2 separate regions of the Muntiacus reevesi genome follow, and region 1 is linked to region 2. The links are chromatin contacts, called in public Hi-C maps. All regions are on one chromosome and are shown on one strand. The core of a region is the stretch at or near the end of the contact, and the rest is flanking DNA. Distances in the headings are between cores, read along the strand shown.

The links. Hi-C and Micro-C count contacts between places; a contact is called where the count stands out from the background.
Region 1: a contact with region 2 is called in a Hi-C map of muscle, with 4 times the contacts expected there. The contact joins the promoter of EIF5B here to the promoter of REV1 in region 2. A contact is called at or near these places in 2 of 3 Hi-C or Micro-C datasets (blood and muscle).

Annotation. Positions count from the first base shown.
Region 1 is chr3:97,021,158-97,023,954 of mMunRee1.1, reverse strand. EIF5B (eukaryotic translation initiation factor 5B) reads left to right here and starts at 1,388. Exons shown (of 24, transcript XM_065929729.1): 1 at 1,388-1,584. The coding sequence starts at 1,550. It overlaps TXNDC9 (thioredoxin domain containing 9), which reads right to left and starts at 378. Exons shown (of 5, transcript XM_065929730.1): 1 at 225-378.
Region 2 is chr3:96,859,272-96,861,971 of mMunRee1.1, reverse strand. It overlaps REV1 (REV1 DNA directed polymerase), which reads right to left and starts at 1,442. Exons shown (of 24, transcript XR_010662380.1): 1 at 1,257-1,442.

The DNA.
Region 1 (2,797 bases), core at 139-2,638, 160 kb before region 2:
AAGTACCCTCGCCACTCCGCGCGCCCCCGGGGACAGATGAGGGCAGAGGCGAGGTGGCCCCAGCTTCAACGCCTCCCCGGGCGCATGCGCCAAAGCCTCCTCAGTGGCGGGGACTTCGGAGCCCGAGCCGCGCCCCTCCCCCGCCCAGGCAGGATGCTGAGCAGTCGGGTGTCCCTTAGCACCAGGATGCATGGGCGGTGTTTTCACACCACCCTCTGCCTCACCTGAGCTCTCGGCGACACCTGAGATACGAACACACAGCTTCTCCAGAAGAGCAATCCTCTCTGGCTTCAGCCTCCAAGCAGCTGCGGGTAGCTGCGAAGCGGCCGTCACTTCTGCCTCCTCATTGGCCGCGGATCTCACGCGATAGTATCTGCGACGTCCCAGGAAGTGGAGGTAGTGCAGGGGAGGGGGGAGGGGGGAGGGAAGTGCGCGCGGCGAGCGCTTCTGCGCGTGCGCCCTTCTGCTCCTTTCCGGCGCTCCAGCGCTCCGAACTCTTGGCGCAGGAACCTTTCCCTCCCTCCCAGTAAACAGCCCAGAGGGCGGGGGAGCGAAGTACGCTGGAGATTGTAGTTTCTTAGTGCTCAGCCTGGAGTTGACGTTCTTATGCTCTGACACATGTTACATCAGAAAGGGAATAGTTATGCTCCTGCTCGGGAGTGGCACTCCAATTTTGTTTCCATTCGGTTTATTGAACAATTCCCACCTTTAAAAAACAATCAAAGTATAACTTACGTGTAAGTTTTTACATAGTTAACACATAGTGTCGTTGTCCAGATCCGGATATAAAACACTTTCACAACCCTAGTATGCTCCCTTCGCGACTTCCCTGACATACATTTTTAGAGCTTGTTCTCGGTTTGAATGTAAAGGTCATGATCTATTTAGGAGAATTAATGGGTGTGTCCTTTTTAAAAGAATGGTTTCTGTTTGTTTCGGTAATTCATGGACATGACTACGAGGCTCAATATTGTGGATTTCTCTGTCTCCCTTTGGAACACCCAGACGGCTCACCAGTGGTTCACTGTGCTTCTTTATTGAACTTGACGCAGCTGAGTACAAAGGGACAGAGGTTAAAGGTGGAAGGGAAGCCCAAAGTCTACTTTTGAACTGAGATCCAATTCCCCCAACTCTGCGTCCCCCAGCAGGGAGAGGGGCCGACGGGGGAAATTTTCAACCTTATTGTCTACCCCCGGGTTCTAGAATCTTGAAACCCCGCGGATCTCGGAGCGCCGCGGACGCTTGCCGGAAGAGGGCGCTCGGGTTCCCGCCTGACGGGCGTGGTAACTAGAGACGCTCTACCCGCGGCGCAGCTCTCGATGAGCCGCGCCCTGCGTCCCCACGCCGAGGCGGCGGGGTGATGCGCTTGCGCACTCGGAGCTCACACCATATGTGCCCTGTCCCAGTGCGCGGGTCTGTGGAGAGCCGGGTGCGAGAGGCGGCAGCGCGAGGGGGACGGAGCCGAGCGGAGACCGAAGTCAGCCGAGGGACAGCGGGTCTGTGAGGGACCGAGAAGAGGGGCTGGGGCTGCGAGCGCCGCTGACACACCATGGGGAAGAAGCAGAAAAACAAGAGCGAAGACAGGTAACTAGTGGCGGGTTCTCACGGCGGCGGTCGGTGCGGCTCAGGGGGTCGCGCGGGTCCCGCGGGCGCGGGGCGGACCCGGGTCGAGGCTCGAGAGCGACCCCCCGAGGCACAGGCCGGGACCCAGAGTGGGCAGCGCGGGCCCGAGACCCCAGTTCCCGGCGGGCGAGGAGGGCCTCGGCGGCGAGCGGGTTCCCAGCCGAGACTCCGTCCCCTCGCCCGGCTCGGGAGAAGGTCTCCGGCTTGAGGAGCCCCGAGTCGTTTTGGGGTTCGCGGTCCCGTGGGGCAGGGCTCGGGCGGCCTCACGGAGCCGGGGGCCGCTTGGCCACCGTGGAACGGGCGGGTGGGAGTTGTTGCGGCGCTGCTTTTGGCGGACGTCTGGAAGAGTTCTTTTTCATGCCTGTGTACCTATGAATTCTTGGAGAGAGAAGGGTTTGGAATGCGACGTTTCTCCAGCCAGGTGTTCTCACTCTCGGAGCCTCTCAGTCACGTTCGAGACAACGCGAATAGCATAGCAGGTTGCTCTGTCTTAACTTCATTTAATTTGGTTCAGCTTTCAATTATTTACGGGTTGATTGTCCAGACTCCATGCTTTTCGCGTTCCTTCTTCCGGCCTTTTGGTCATTTCTTTACTCGCTAGCACCTCCCCTAAGAAAGGAGGAGATGAAACAAACCAACCAGGGTCGCTCTTTTCTAACCACTTAAAAAGGCTTTGGGGGCGAGAGAGCTTAAGGATGTATGTAGAGTTGAGTACCCCGAGATTATTGTAATATTCCTGGGTGTCATATTCGGTGGAGTTCTTTACCCCTTTTCATGGAAAGGGCTTACTTCCTGGGAGTGAACAACATATGTTATTTTTCACCTTTGTAAACTACTCACCAGACTTAGTTCAAATACTGGGTGTAGTAAGAGGAATTCGAAAGACAAAAACAACAACCTGTGATAGTTCATTTTAACTCAAAACGGATATTTGCTCTTGAAGTTTGACTAAGTTGTGATTTGGAATCCTGGGTCGTTTCCTGACCTGACCCTCACCTAGCTGTTGAATGGAGTTAAAAAGACACCAAGTGTCTTGTATTTCAGTTGGAGGTCTATTGGAAGAAGTTAATTGATTTGAAGAGTAGCCAGATAGATAAGAAAAAATAAGCAGAATTCTGGGGTGATTTAGTGGGGCAAAAATTTCTATGCTTTTGACAGGATGTTTTGGTGCCTG
Region 2 (2,700 bases), core at 193-2,692:
CCCACTCCAGTATTCTTGCCTGGAGAATTCCACGGACAGAGGAGTCTGGCGGGCTACAGTCCATGGGGTCGCAAAGAGTCGGACACGACTGAGCCAGTAACACACACAGGTGAGCTTCCCAGAGTCTAAGAAGTACAGGGAGGGGGCAACGCTCTAGCAGCACCCGCTCCGGCTAAGACGAGCCTATGTGCAAAAGCAGAGATGGAAGTTTGGAAAGCAGGTAGACGGTACATAAGGTTACCTACGTTGCACACTGAAGAGGAAAAGGCTAATTCTCGCAGACTATAGTGGACAGGCTTGGCAGACAGACAGAATTAAGAATCAGAATTACATAAACTCCTTACCAGCTAGTTACAAGCTCTTTTATGGTACGCGCTAGTCTAGTTATGCTCATTTAAATGATACCATCTCTACGCTGGACGTGACCTGAAAACAGGCGGAAGGCAGAAATTACAGTAGACTCAACACCTGCAATCTTTTTTTTTTTTTAAACCAGAGGCGGGTGGGGGGGGTCAACTAGGGCGTGATACACTAACATTTCTTTCCCAACTCAGTTTCGGCTGTAAGAGCAGGGAAACGTGTAGGGAAATGCCCCTCTCCCGCCACACAGGTGCTGAATCATTTCACAAGGAGTGCAGTGGGCGAGGGGCGCTTGTCAGGACAGTTGGGGACAGGTGCCCGCCTATTAAGGCAACAGATAAGTAACCAGGAAAAACAAGTGAGTAAAAACTGTCTTCGGGGAGTCAGACGCCGATTCCCAGGTCCCGCGGGGCGGAGGGGAGACGCCACGGCGGGAGGCCGGGTGGAGGGTCCGGCGCGGGGCCCCGGCCGCCAGCCCGCGCCGCTCCGAGCGCGGCCGCCCGCGCGCACGAATGAATGGCGCGGGGCTGAAGAGCCGGCGCGGCGCCGGCGCAGCAGCCGGGAGTTTGCGGCGCGGTCCGAGCGGGGCCGGCGCGGGGCGCGGCGGAGAGGGCCGCCGGCGCGGGTCGTCGGCGCGGCGCCTCCGCAGGCGGCCGAGCGCGGGCGGCGACGGCGGGCCGGCCGCGCCATGGCGGAGGGGGAAGGGGAGGTCACGCGTTACATAACCCGGCAGCTGCCGCGCTTCGGGCGCCGCGGGCCGCCCAGGCCGCGAGACCAACGGCCGCGGGGCCCGGGCCGACGCGCCCGCCCCCGCCCCGCCTCAGGCCGCCGCGCCGGGCGACGCGGGGCCGCTCCCACCCCGCCCCCACCCGCGCCGCCGGCCCGGGGTCGCTCACCTTCAGCCCTGCCCCAGACCACCATGCCCGGGCACGGCCGCCTCCTCCGGCCTCGCGGGCCCCGGCGCCGCCGCACGGTGCCCTCGCCGTGGGCGGGGAGGAGGGCCGGCGAAGGAGTCGCACCGCCGCGCCGCGGTCCACGCTCGCCCCACGCTCGCGGCGGCCGGCCTGCGCGCGCTCGGCGCCTGCTCCGCCCCTCCCCCCCGGCGGGCGCGCGCGCCGCGGCTCCGCCCCGCCCCGCCCCTCCCCCTCCGGCGGCCGGCGCGCTCCCAGGCCCCGCCCCGACCCGCCCCGCCCGCGGCTGCTCGCGCTCCGCCCAGCGCGGCGCTGGCGCCCGCGTGGAGCACTGCCCCGGGCGATGCTGAACCGCGGGCGCCGAGCCCCTGCCGTCCCCGGCCGGCCCGCAGCGACCGCGCCTCCGTGGCACATGACCGTCTCGCTCGCGGGGGCAGAGAGGAGCGCGGCGCGGGCCCGCCTTTCGCATCGCGCCGCCAGCCGTGAACCCCGAGCCCGGCGCGCCTCCCGCTTGGGTCACGGAGCTGTCCTGGCCTCCGGGAGGCCCCGCCCGGCTCTGCGCTCCCCGCCCCGGGAGCGCACAAGTCAGGGACTGACCATGCTGGAAACCCTGGAAGATCCGTAAAACACCGGGGTCCCCCGCCACTAGCCGTTGACTCACAGTGACATCTAGTGACGGAAGGGACACTCGCGAACTAACACTTTGCTGTGTCAGGGGGCGACTGGGAACCAGGGCCCACGGACGTTAATGGGAAAGAAAGCTGTGCCGCCGGGGGTGAGCGTTGCCAGCTCCCTTGGGGGCTCGAACACTGGTCCCTGCGCGACCAGGCTCGCCCTGCATTGCACCTGGATCTTTGTAAACCTGAGGCAGGTGGCCCATCCCACATGCAGCACTGGGGTTACACGTGAAAGCAATTTGATACTACTGTCGAAAAAAAAAAATCATATATTATGTATGCCTAAATACAATTATAATTGAGGACCTTCTGGCAAAAGACTAGTTGTTCCATAAGGACCATTTTCCCCCTCTTGGCAATTTTGGTTTGCCTGGAGATCATCCCATATCTCTATTACAATAGTCTTTATTGTTGCAACGCACAAGCATGAAGCGAACCTCCCAGCAAAGGCTCAACACTGTCCATTTATTCCCTTACCTGAAAGACTTGAAGAGTTTGCAAGTGCTTAGGAAACAATTAGTACTCTTTTTCAAAACTGATTTTGCAGAGCAGAGGCTTGTTTACTGGTGATTCAGCTAGTATTCAAATAACTTGTTTCCTTTTTCAAGTTCCTTTGTTTTTGCTACTTTATAGACTTCTATAAATGCACTTCAACTTGAGTATTCTTGTCTAACCTTGCTGAAAATGTTCTTCTGAGACGTCATAATTTAATAAAAACGGGATCATTTCAACAGGACCACAAACAGGTACTT